3 separate regions of the Mus musculus genome follow, and regions 1 and 2 are each linked to region 3. A link is a contact called in public HiChIP or PLAC-seq and capture Hi-C data. All regions are on one chromosome and are shown on one strand. The core of a region is the stretch at or near the end of the contact, and the rest is flanking DNA. Distances in the headings are between cores, read along the strand shown.

Region 1 (4,294 bases), core at 583-3,082, 530 kb before region 3:
TCAAACTCACTACTCTCTTGCCTCTCCCTCGCCAGTGTTATTCCAGACATGCATGGGCAGTCTTTTAACTGACAAGTAATGATTGCTTATGTTTATAGGGTACACGTGATGTTTTGATACCCTCCCCTTTCATCCCTCATTAGCTTTACAGAAAATGTGTATGAGCCCTCAACACTGAGACCCATTCTCAGAAATTTCTGTTGGTTCCTGCCCGCTCTGTTTCTTACAGATTAATGCACAATGAAGATAGTTAGGAATGCACAAATCCTCCCTTCTAGAACACTCCCTAGTCCCAAGTTATGAGAAAAAGACACACACGGAAGAGTGTTTGCCAGAAATGCTAACCACAGCAAAATCCGTATACCAGTCACTTTAACCAACTCAGACACGGGTTGTTTTTGCCTCCTTTCCTTTTCCTCTTTTGCTCTTTTTTTTTCTTTTTTCTTGACATGGTTTTATATAGCCCACACTGGTCTAAAATCCTCTGTGTAGCACCGGATGACCTTGAACTTCTAATCCTCTTGCCTTTATCTCCCAAGTGGGAGGTCTTCTTTAGATCCACACTAGTCTACTGCTCTCACCACCCTGAGCAAGAGATAAGATGTAGAACCCACCACATTCCGGAAGGGCTATTTTTGTTTTTAAGCATTGCACAATTGAAGTGACTACCTGCCTGGTACCTACATACCTTCCCTTGACAAACCATACCAGCTAGGGACTAGCTCAATGACAGAACACTTGCCTAGTGTGTACAAGGCCCTGAGTTCAATTTCCAGTGTTGGAAAACAGAACCAAACAAAGTTTCATTTACCCATGCTTGGAGATGCAGCACATCTGTAGGCTCACTGTTGGGAGTTAGATAGAAGGATCTGGATTAACCCCTGCCTTAGCTGTAGTAGTAAAGTCTGAGGATAACATGGGTTAAAAGAAATATCTTTAAAAAGAAAAGGAGAAAAACAAAAACCATGAGCCCTCCTCGGGGAGGTTGTCACGTAGCCTGCCGTTTTGCTGCTAGAAGCTCTTTCCTTCTCCACAACTCAGTCTGTCATTCATGCACACCACATTTCTCAAAGAAACAGTAGCTCCAACGCGCACTCCCTAACCCCCCATACCTCATTTTCATAACCTGTCCCTTGGAGGACACAGGTGACAGAGCATCTCCCTGGAGTGTCCTAAATGCCGCCCCAAGTGTCCCTGAAGTGAACTGAACCAGAGATGCTGTGAGTGTGACTGAGAAGGGAGGCTGCCCTTGGAGCATGTGTCCAGTCACAGGGAGCGAGGTCGAGAGGAGTTTGTAGTAGTCCTGGAGAGGGATCCAACCTCAGAAACAAACCTGATAATTTCTGAATGCTTTAGAGCTCTGGGTAAAAATGAATAAAGGAAGGAAGGAATGACGTGGATACACTTAGAAATGTGAGGTAACGGGAAAGTACATCTTCACGAGAACCAAAGGCAGCATGTCTATGCAAAGACCCCAAATCTGGTAAAAGTCTGACTGGCCTAGGAAGTGATGGCTGATTAGTGGGCAGGGCAGATGACAGGCCGGTGGAGGCGGAGTCTGGGGCACTTAAACTAGGAAAAGTAGTCAATGCATGGTCAGCCTGGTGTGAGATGAGCGTGCCGGAAGCCTGAAGACTGGTCAGCAAGCGGTGACCCAGAGCAGAAACATCTGGGGAGTCTAGGTGGGAGATCCTATGGCGGCCGAGGTTGCTACTGTCCCCATTCCAGTCACTCAGCTTCGGCCAGTTCCTACAGCAACCCTTTGTCAGGCCCAGTCGATGACGCCTTGGCGCTCTTTAGCGCCTCCTGTGACGTCAAGAGTCTGACCGGGGCATTCTCGGGGTCTGCGAACAAGCCTAAGGAGCCGCTTGCGGTGCAGGAGCGCGTCATGATGAAGAAGATTACTGAAAGGCAGTCCCCGCTCAAGTTGCTCGGTGGGTGCGCGCCCCCTGCGCGTGGCGCTGGTTGCTATGGACGCTACGGCGGCCGCTTGAGGGCGGGATCGCGGCGGGGGCTGCCGCGCTGCGCAGTCATCTTAGGGGCGGGGAGCACAGGGCCAAGGCAGGTAACCCCGGACGGCACCATGAAGGCCATCAAGAAGGAATCCCGTCTCAAAATGCCAACCAGCAAGATCCTGGAGAACGCAGAGAGCGTCAAAGGTTGGCCCTGGAGGCCTTGGGTGCTCAGGAAAAAACAAAACAAAACATACAGGGATGCTTGGGAAGGGATTAGGACGCAACAGATACCAGGGAGGGTCACTGTAGCCTTGGAGTACAAAACATGGGCAGAAATCTCAGAAGGGAGGCACAGGGTCCTGATGTTTGGTGGAGGTAACATGGCAAGTGAGGTACTAAGAGAGAGCTTCCGGGGTCAGTGGCAGGGGACAAGCCTTGGGACAGGAGGAGTAAGAGAGCTCCAACTCAAATCATATATTAGGGTGGTACAGGTGGCAGACTCCTGGGATGAGATGCCCAAGAACCAGGGAGCACCTGATGAGGTTCTTGGGAATTGAAGCAGGGGCCACCTAAGAGTCTTGGGGGGGGGGGGAATCCACAAGTAAAAATAACACCCAAAACTCTTAACTCCATTGGTTTCAGAGTGCTATTTATGTCTTACCACTTGGCCTTTCTAGCCTTGTGACAGATATCTAGTTTAACGTGAACTACCGTGATTGTTTCCATTGGCAACCACTCCCCTTTTTGAAAATTTCCAGCTGGGGATGGAACCCAGGGTCCCTGTGTATGCTAAGCAAGCATTCTGCTACTGAGGTATCCCTTGCTCTGTTTTTTATTTATGGAGGTCTGTCCTGTGCAGACACTGGTTGACACTGGGATTGTGATTCCAACCCTCAAGAAACACAATCAAGACCAGGAGGAATAGCAACAAACTTAGCAAACCAAATATGGACACCTATGGAAGTTATGGGTGCTCAGAGAGAGCTTCTGAACTAGGCCTCAGTTGGTAGACTTAGAGGGAAGGGTTTTCTGCAGTAGATGGCATTAAAGAAAAAGATAACTTAAAAAAGAAAAAAAAAAAAAAAAAAGGAAGGGCTTGCTTTCCTGGGCTCAGAGAGCAGTGCGAATTCATGGATCAAAGAGCATAGGATCCAGAGAACTCAGTGCAGCTAGGCAGGGGCCAGACCATGAAAGGGCTTCCCAAGCAAAGTCAGAAAGTCTTGGTGTGTGACCTTGCAGGCCCTGAGGGGACCCAGCCTCCTAGCGCTGGTACAGCACACAGTGAGGAGAGGGCAGGCCTAGAGTCAGTAGAATCCCCTTGGGAGGCTCAGAGAACTAACAAGATTCTAGTGGGTTTTTTTGTTTTGTTTTGTTTTGGTTTGGTTTTTTTTGATTTGTCTTTCTTTTATGTCTCTTCATAGTATAAAAAGCTGGTGCTGTTTCATGACATACTTTTAGTAGTTGAGAGAGAGAGAGAGAGAGAGAGAGAGAGAGAGAGAGAGAGAGAGAAGAGAGAGAGAAATCAGTTTCCTTTCCCAAGGGCAGCCAAGGGCTCTCCTGGCCATTGCCTCGTGCTCACCTACTTTCAGGGCGATCTTAATCAGATTTGAACTTTCTGCTGTAAACAGATCAAGGAAGGATTTTTTTCCACCGAGTGTTTGTTTTTAATAAGGCAAGGATTCCGTTTGTTAAATAGGCTTTGAGTTAAAAGCATACACCAGAGTGAGGAGGGAAAAAAAATTAAAATGTTTAACATGCAAGGTCCCTTGAACTTTTGGGAGGTAGCGTGCCTGCCTCCCCAGTGTCACATGTCCAGCCCACAAGCATGATCTTTTAGCCTTGTGCTGTGTGTCTCTGAGTCTCTGATCTGTGAGCTTTAGAAAGGCAACATTGATTAAACATGTCTAGGAACCTGTTTAAGCGGCCTGAACTCCCCACTGAGTCCTGTGGCTCTCCTTGGCCTTGTTGCTAAGCAACCAGTAAATCAGATGCCCCTGGACCCCAAGACTCCAAGGACAGCTCTGCTCTTCCTGCCTTGGTTCCCCCAGCTCAACCCTGAAGTCGGTTTCTCAAAGATTTTCAGCTGAGGAACATTTGTGTAAGAAGTAGGAAAAAAACCAGATCCCATCTCTACCCTGTCTGTTACTCCCCCTCTTCCTGACCCCTTAACAACAACTCTTGCCTAAGCTCCAACAGAAGTATCACCTGACTGTCCCATTCAAAGGGGCTGTGTCTGACCCCCTCAGCTGTCAGGACAGAGAAATGTTCACCAACAACCCTGTTCAGCTTGCGTTTCCAGAACAAAGCACATGGGCCTCAGGTTCAGTGTGGCCCTCCTT
Region 2 (4,321 bases), core at 1,361-3,860, 550 kb before region 3:
TATCACAGAAATACCCCACTCCCTGGTACCAAATTCTGTCTTAGTTAGGGTTTTACTGTTGTGAACAGATACCGTGACCATGGCAACTCTTATAAGTACAACATTTAATTGAGGCTGGTTTACAGGTTCAGACATTCAGTCTGTTATCATCAAGGCAGGAACATAGTGGCGTACAAGCAGGCATGGTGCAGGAGGAGCTGAGAGTTCTACATCTTCATCTGAAGGCTGCTAGCAGAATATTGGCTTCAGGAAGCTAGGAAGAGGGACTTACAGCCCATACCCACAATGACATACCTACTCCAACAGGGCCACACCTCCTAATAGCGCTACTCCTATTATCACACTTATTGTCCACCCTTCGGTGGGTTTGCATTCCTTTCTACTTTAAAAGATGCATAAAAGGAGACCGGTGAGAGGGATCAGTGGGTAAAAGACACTTATCAAGCTTGATGCTCTGAGTTTGACTTTTGGGACCCCCAAAATAGAGGCAAGGAACTAAATCCCTTGGTTTGTCTTCTGATCTTAAGCATTGTAGTATGGGTGCCCGTACACATGCACACACAAATAAACAAAATGAAAAAATGCAAAAAAAAAAAAAAAAAACCACAAGTATCAGTCATAGCAAGATGGTAGTGAAGGGATTTTGACCTGCCGTTTCTAAAACCAGCTCTCTTCTCCTAACACCGTCTGCCTCCTGAGCCATTAGATCATTGGCAAGAGATGTGACTCTCTTAGACCTAGCTGTCTGAAGTAGGTTTAATTTTCACTGGCTTAGCCCCATGGACAGAGCATTCAGTCCTGTTACATGAAGAGTGTGTATTACAGCAAGGGAGAGAAGAAGGCCAGGATGTCCTGAGGCTGGTGCCCTAGGCTTGGGAGGGCGCCTGGTGTAGATAGAGCCTCATCTGTGTGTGCCCCACTCCAACCGCAGCTGAAGGACAGGAAAACAGCACTCCCTAAGTTGTATGCTCTAGAGCCACATAGTGCTGGGCTAACACACTGAAAGACAATCCTTCTTCTAGAGGGGACCAGAACAGAGAGTGTGGCCTGTTCTGACTGGTTCTTCCTGGATGCTGTACTCCGAACACCTTACTTTCTTGAGGAAGAACTGCTTTACGACAACTCGACTCCAAAGCCCATGATCGTTCCATTCTGGGGCATAGCTCCTCCAAGCCCCTCACATGTGTCCTGCCTCTCCTGCACACACCATTGCTGCGACCTCTTCCATCTGATGCCAAGGACTGGCCTGACTCAGAGACCACAGCCCACCCTCCCTGCCAAGCCAGTTCCCAGTGGAATTCTTTTCTTCTCTTTCCCCTCCCTCCCTTCCTTTAAAAAAATATTTATTTTATTTCATGTGTTTTGCCTGCATATGTCTGTGCACCATGTGCATGCTGGAGGAAGTCTGGAGTTTCCGACTTACAGATGGTTGTTAGCCACAGTGTGTGGGTGCAGGGTCCTCCGCAAGAGCCGATAGTGCTCTTAACTGCTGAGCCAGCCCCTCCAGCCCTGCTTCCTTTTTTCTGAAACATTGTCTCATGCAGTCAGCCAGACCTGGATTATAGGGCTGTTCTGCCACACATGACTTTTTTTTCTTTTTTTTAAACAAAGTTTTATTTATATTTAAATTTTATTTATTTTTAAATATATGTGTTTGTACGCCTGCGTGCCAGAAGAGGTCATTAGGTCACTTTATAGATGGTTGTGAGCCACCATGTGGTTGCTGGGACAGCCTCAGGTTTTACTTTCTCTCTCTCTCTCTCTCTCTCTCTCTCTCTCGTTTGTTTAAACGTAATTGGGTATTTTGCCTGTATGTATGTATGTATGTATACAGTATTTATGCCACAATTATTGATTTTATTATTGTATCTGTGTGTATTATGTGCACACATGAGTTTGCTAGAAGGTGCACCCATGGAGGCAAAAGGACCACTATGTGGAGCGAGGCTCTCTCCCACTACATATTTGGCATCCAGGGACCATTCTGCTTTGTAGGGCAACTGTCCGTTCCTTGCTGAGCCATCATGTCTTTCCCCCTCTTTTGTTTCTATGAGATAGGCTCTCACACTGTAGCCCAGGCTGGCTTGGAACTCCCACAATCCTCCGGGAGTTCTAGTATTCCAGGTGTGAGCCACCGCCCCTGGCTTCCAACGATTTTCTGTTCCTCTAATACCCAGCCCGTGAGCTTCCTTTCCGCTGACTCCCACGCACACTTCTGTAGGCCCACCAGCTCACAGCCAGTTACCTAGTACCGAATTAACTCTTAACTTGGTTAGTGTCTCCCCTGCCAGTTAGACTGACCTGATTTTAGTAGGCCTGGCTTTCAGATCTGAGCCAGGTACACACCAATCTAAGTAACTGACTGAAAAAAACCCAAACAAACAAAGAAATCTTGTATGAGTCAATAAAGTCGCTCTGACACAGGGAGCCAAGAGGCTGGCGGGGCATTCTGCGTCCTTGGCAAAAGATAGACTGGCTGTGTCCTTGAGAACGAATAGGCTGTGTGTGCAACAGTGTCCACCAGGTGGCGCCGCAGACACGAGGCCGTGGGCTCTCTAGCCACTCCGGGAGAGGCAATACGAGGTCACGCAGCCCCTCTGACTTCCGCCAGGGCTATCCACGCGGCCCAGCCCCGGGTACACCCCTGCTGGGCACGCTGTCGAGGTCTCGCATCCCTCCTTTCTGCCGCCTTGCGCGCCATGGTTCCCTCCGGGGTCCGGACCGGCAGATGGGTGGCAGCGGCCAGGGCGGCCCAGCGGCGCCCCCGTGTGGACAGCTTGGGACAGCCTCCGAGTCCTGAGTCCGCGAGCACGCGTGCGGCGCTTTACGTGCACGTGAGTGAGTAGGGGAGAGCAGAAGGAGGCGGTGGCCGTGGCTGTTCCGTTCATAGCCCACATGCACGCTGTCCGTGCCTAACATTACATCTGGTACAACATCTGCCCGCGTCATTCGCCACCGGAATAAGTGTTTGGCCAAAAACCTCAAGTCTGGTGCTTACTAGCTGGGTGTCCCTCTTGGAACCTGTTTTGTCTCACGAAAGTGGGCATAGTAATCTCATCGCCATCTGCCCACGGGACGCAGAGTGGCTTAGTTGTCGCAACCACCGCTGACCAACCTCAGAATGGGAACGGGGATGTGTGAGATAAACCCTGGAAGTGGCCTGGGCAGCCCAGAGCCCCGCCTTAGCTCACACACGCATCCCCTGTCCCCAGTGGCCTTATTGCGAGAAACGCTGCAGCTACTGCAACTTCAATAAGTACATCCCCCGCGGCGTGGAGGAGGGGACCGTGCGGAATTGCCTGGTGACTGAGGCAAGGACGCTGCTGCGGCTCAGCGGGGTGCAGAGGTCAGTACTGGGGACATTAGACAAGGTCTTGGGCGGAGAGGACACTACAGGAGGATGTTCCCCAAGGGTTTTCCCCGGGGTTTTATGTCTCCATCCTCTTCCTCCAGAGTAGAGTCTGTGTTCTTTGGTGGAGGAACCCCGAGTCTGGCCAGTCCCCACACTGTGGCTGCTGTCCTGGAGGCTGTGGCTCAGGAAGTCTACCTGCCTGCCGATTCGGAAGTCACCTTGGAGGCTAACCCCACTTCAGCCCCAGGTCCTAGGCTGGCAGCTTTTGGAGCAGCAGGAGTGAACAGGTTGTCCATTGGTTTACAGGTGACCTACCTCACTCACCCTACCCCAGTGCTCCCAGATCCTAGGATGGTGTTTAGTCATTGAGAAAACATTTCTGGGCACCAGGGTCTAGTACACAGTAGATTGTGTAGTGACACTTTTCTTACTGTTTGTCTCTTGACATATTGGCCCATACACTTCCTGAGGCAGGCTTTGGCATCATCATCATCAACATCATTATTGTTATTATTATTATTATTAATGTCTTCGTTATTTTGAGACAGGGTACCCTATAGCTCAGGCTAGCCTCAAATTTTATATGTAGCCAAGGGTTGACCTTGAGCTCCTGACTCTTCTGTCTCCATCTTAATACTAGGACTACAGACATGTGCCACCATGCCCAGTTTGTATAATAATAAAAATCAAACCCCAAGGCATGTAGGCAAGCATTCCACAAAGAGCTATATCACTAGCTGCCATTATTTTATTATTATTATTATCATTATGACTTTGAGACAGGAGCTCACACTGTAGCCCAGGTTAGCCTCAAACTCCCAGCAGTCTTCCTGCCTCAGCCTTCCAACTCCTGGAATTACAGGCCACAAGGCCCAGCTGGCTTAACCCTTTATAGTCTAGGCGTTTCATGTAGTACCTGCCACATGGTAGGTGCTGCACAGGTGTGGGTAAGGGATGGTGCAGTGGTTA
Region 3 (4,164 bases), core at 1,510-4,009:
ACTTTATGCTCTAGAGATGAACAATTACCATGCTTTCAAATTACTTTGTAAATACCCTCCCTGGAGCACTTCTGCTATAAGCACATGCTCTTAATCTCTGGGTTAAAGGCACTGAGCATTCAGGGAGAGAATTAAACAGGATCCACTCTGTACACTGGCCTGGAAGACTGAACTCCTAGGTATAGGCAAAACCGCTTAGCATCTTCCATGAGTAGTGCTGCTGCTGCTGCTGCTGCTGCTGCTGTTGCTGCTGCTGCTGGGGTTTTATGTTTGTGGTTAGGGCAGGGTTCGTCTAGCATCTCATCAGTGCTGTTAATTCTCAGGTCAGGAGTCTACCCAAACATTTCATTATGGAGATGTGACAGATTTAACTAAGAAGTATAAATGTTAAAGAAACCTAGTGAACAGACTGTTTTTAAAGTCATTTACTTAAATAAATATAAGCCGGACAGAGGTGGTGCATGCCTTTGATCCCAGCATTAGGTAGGCAGTGACAGGGGGATCTCTGTGAGTCCCAGGCCAGCCTGGTCTACAGAGCAAGCTCCAGGATAGCCAGCCAGGGCCACACACTGAAACCCTGTCTTGAAAAACCAAAATAAATGAACAAATAAAGAAAAATAAAGAAAACAAAGCCTAGCAGTTTTATTTTCTGATTCTGTAACCTGTAACAGCTGGTTTTCTTGGACTGTGTAACCTCGGCACTTCATCCTGTCCGCAGGCTAAGGCTGGAGGGAACATTTCCTTTTTTTTTTTAACCAGAGGTAATAGGTTACATTGAACTTGCTCCTAATCTGTGTATATTTGGCCCCACTCTCTTCCAACTGCATCCACATCATGACAAAAGTCTGTATCAGTGGCAAGTGGCACCCAAGTGGCACGCCACCTTAAAGGCCTTGATCTGTTTTATAAACCAAGAAACTAACGGGGCTGTGGCCTTGTCTTCTTTTCAACCCTCCCTCCGTGTTTATTTGTAAACATACTCTTGAAATAAAGTCAATTTTGTTTGGCAAATTCAATGCCTTTCTTTAAGATAGGTGGACTGCAAAATCTCAATTACAAAGCGCCACTATAATCATGACTTTAAAAAAAAAAAAAAAGAATCATTTACCTGAATGCAGAGGCACAAATAACAAAATAAACTGCCTATTTAATGCTAGGAACTGAGCTGCCAAACAAATGTCACATTCTTCTACCGCGTCATGTAGTTTTGAAAAACAACACGTGGTTCCTTCGATAATTAGTCTCCTTCAATCACCATGTATTTAGCTAGGTACAGTAGATGTCTGGCACAAAAACAAGGAGAGCATTTTGACTGCCGAAGAAAGGTTCTTCAGAAACAATGCCAGGGCGCTCAGCCTGCAGGCTAAAATCCTGAACTCGCTCAAAAAGCTAGAGGATCATTTACAGCCCAGGATCCAAAAAGGCTCACACACTCAGGTGACGAGTACAAAGGTCACCGCTCAGGTGTTCGAGCAAAGAGCCAGCCAAGTGCACTTAGAAACTGCAGGATGCAAAGCAAACGCAGACAGGACAAGTGTTGTAACACTCACCCACACCTTCTCAACCCCGCCCCCCAGTCTTTATAAATAGAGGAGGCTGTCAGGGAACTGTCCAAGGTTACCACCTGACACGAAGGAGGAACATTCCTCTGTGAGGAACATTAATAAAGTAAATGAATGTACTGTATGTACTTACTGGACTCTGCTAGTCGACTTCTAAGTGGTTGACTAAGTGTTAAAATTAAATGGAAAAAAAAAAAAAGGGTACATAGGTAGACTTCCTTCTCAAGAGGATCTAAATGTCAAGAAGAAACTGACCGAAAGAGGGAGATCTCTAACTTCCCAAAGCAGCAGCAGCCCCCCCTGGAAAGGTACCGAAGCCAGCGGAACTGACACGGGCAGGACAGCACTGCCCCTCCCCATGCTAAAAGTTTGAACCCGCACCCGACTATCCTACGGTGGTCGGAAACTTCCCTAAACAAGAAGCAACCAGACACCCTCAAGTCTCCGCCCTCGGGCAGTCCCAGGTGCCCTCAGATGCCAGAGTGTCGCTTCCTCCCCCGGCCTTCCTCCCACTTCACCCCTCTCCTGGACACTCGCTGGCCTGCCTAGGCTTCCAGCACCGGCCAGTGTCCCGGGGTCCCGAGACGCTGCGGAGCACTGTCCCGGGCCCTGGATTCGGGCCTGCCCTTCAGGAGTCCACCCTGGCGCGTTGGTGCGCCTGGCGCGCCCAGCGTCCCCAGCCCGGCTGCGACCCCCGCCCCCGCCGGCCCTCACCTCCTCGGCGTGCTTGCGCAGCGCCTTCTCCCGCTCGTACTGGGTGATGAGCTGCTCGTTGTCGTCCCGCAGCAGCTCCAGCTCCACCTGGTGCTCCTGGTCCTGCGCGAACACCGAGTCCAGGTTCTCCAGCACGGCCACCACCAGTGGCATCAGCTCCTTGACCACCTCCTCATCGTAGCGCCCGATGAGCCGCTCGAACTCGCGGTAGATGGAGCCGGCCAGGCCGGACACCCGCTCTGACATCACGGCCCCGGAGCCTCCGGGCTCCTCCTGGTATACCACACCGTCCTCCAGCTCCATGGTGGCGGGCGGGCGGGCGGCCCCGGGCGTCGCCGGCTGAGGGGTGGCACGGGCCCGCACGGGACGGGCCCGGCGGAGGCTGGGGCTGGGGCTGGGCCCCGCGGGGTGGGGGCCGGAGCCCTGGCCAAGGAGGGGAGGGGTGGGGTGAGCGCACTCGCCCCAACCGCCGCTGCACCAACTGCCGGGGCGGCCCGGCCGCGCGCGCTACGCGTCACCCGTGGGGCGGGGCCAGCGCCGCGTCGCCCCGGTGGGCGGGGCCCCGCGGGAGGCCAGGCGCGGACGAGGGGCGGGGCCTGGCGGCGGCGTGCGCCGGCTGTGACGCCAACACCCGGCGCCGCGCGCGCGCGGACCGAGAGGTGAGAGGTGGAGGAAGTGACAGCCGGAGGCTGCGTTGGCTGGGCGTTCCCAGAGGAAAGGGAGGGGCTCTGAAGACTGACAACTTTCCCCAGGAGGCTGCAAGCGTTTTCTTCGCCTTTTTACGGCTCATCCCGCGCCTTCTTGGTGCGCCAGACGTGTGGACCCTGCTTAACAGACAAAGAAACTAGGGCCAGGGAAGTTGCGGGTTAGTCAAGGTCATACCGCTAGAACAGGAAAGAGGCAGAGGCGAGACTCTCTCTACTTCCTACTGAGAATTCTGGACTCAAAGGAAAACAGTGGATGAGGGAAAAAGCTGTAACTAGAATGACTGCCTAGAGGATCAGGTTGCCTCGAGTACGATAGTACACTTTGATGTTAAGGAAGAGTAAGGATAGCCTTAACCAGAAGAGCGAAGCGTCTGGAGAAGGGAAAATGAGTACCACTTTTTGCATTTTGCCAAACACTGGGTCCCTCTGCTCCCTGCCTATGAGAAAGACAGTTCTAGGCTGCAGCCACTACCACCGGTCCCTCTCTGATCTTGAGAGGGAGGTGGGGCTGGGAAGTGAGAGAAGAAGCAGAGGAGGCTATGGGGTGGAGTCAGTGGTGGAATAAGTCCCATGATACATGAAGTCACCTATCTTGGGAGTGCGTCACTCGTGGGGAATGCCACAACACCCTAGCCTTGGGCAGGCTGAGTCAGAGATTACTTCCGTGTATTCTCATCTTCCAGTCTCAAGTTTGGCGGAAGACACTCGCAAAAGCCTCTTCCCTTTGCCATAGCTGACTCAGATACACCGACTCCGACTCATCTAAATATATGGGAAGAACAGAGAGGATTTAAATAGACAAGTTATTAGGGAGAAGACTGGCTACCTCCCGGAGTCCTAAATACCCTGTTTGGTGTTTAGAAGTTTCAGATCATCCCCAAAGTCTCCCACACTTCCATCTCCCTGGAAACCACCAAAAGCTCTGTGGAGGTTGACCCAGTGCAAAAGGACAAAGATGAAAACTGTCAAAACAATTTCCCGAACCCCTGCGCCACTACCCTTAGTTTGTGCTCTCCCTGTCTCCCTTCCTCACCCTTACTTTGTGTATATGTCTGGATTCTAGGAATGCTGCCCAGCTAGTTGAGTATGAGCTCAAAATGCCCTATCGATTTTTAAAAAGAACTTTATTGTTTTGTTTTGTGAACTAATGTTTTGCCTGTGTGCATGTCTGGGCACCAGTC

Evidence for each region. HiChIP or PLAC-seq counts read pairs in DNA pulled down with a chosen protein or histone mark. Capture Hi-C pulls out chosen DNA fragments and counts their contacts.
Region 1: a capture Hi-C map of embryonic stem cells shows a contact between it and region 3, with 2.8 times the contacts expected there. The contact joins the promoter of Mycbpap here to the promoter of Spag9 in region 3. A contact is called at or near these places in 1 of 115 datasets of contacts at active chromatin or transcription factors (pancreatic cancer cells) and 1 of 9 other capture datasets (embryonic stem cells).
Region 2: a contact with region 3 is called in an H3K27ac HiChIP or PLAC-seq map of stem cell-derived neural progenitor cells, with 3 times the contacts expected there. The contact joins the promoter of Rsad1 here to the promoter of Spag9 in region 3. A contact is called at or near these places in 1 of 484 Hi-C or Micro-C datasets (embryonic stem cells) and 3 of 115 datasets of contacts at active chromatin or transcription factors (pancreatic cancer cells, stem cell-derived neural progenitor cells and thymic regulatory T cells).

The regions. Positions count from the first base shown.
Region 1 is chr11:94,519,040-94,523,333 of GRCm38.p6, reverse strand. Mycbpap (MYCBP associated protein) reads left to right here and starts at 1,832. Exons shown (of 19, transcript NM_170671.2): 1 at 1,832-1,934. The coding sequence starts at 1,889.
Region 2 is chr11:94,547,496-94,551,816 of GRCm38.p6, reverse strand. It overlaps Rsad1 (radical S-adenosyl methionine domain containing 1), which reads left to right and starts at 2,610. Exons shown (of 9, transcript NM_001013381.2): 1 at 2,610-2,834; 2 at 3,213-3,346; 3 at 3,454-3,658. The coding sequence starts at 2,700.
Region 3 is chr11:93,994,686-93,998,849 of GRCm38.p6, reverse strand. It overlaps Spag9 (sperm associated antigen 9), which reads right to left and starts at 2,759. Exons shown (of 29, transcript NM_027569.3): 1 at 2,277-2,759. The coding sequence starts at 2,579.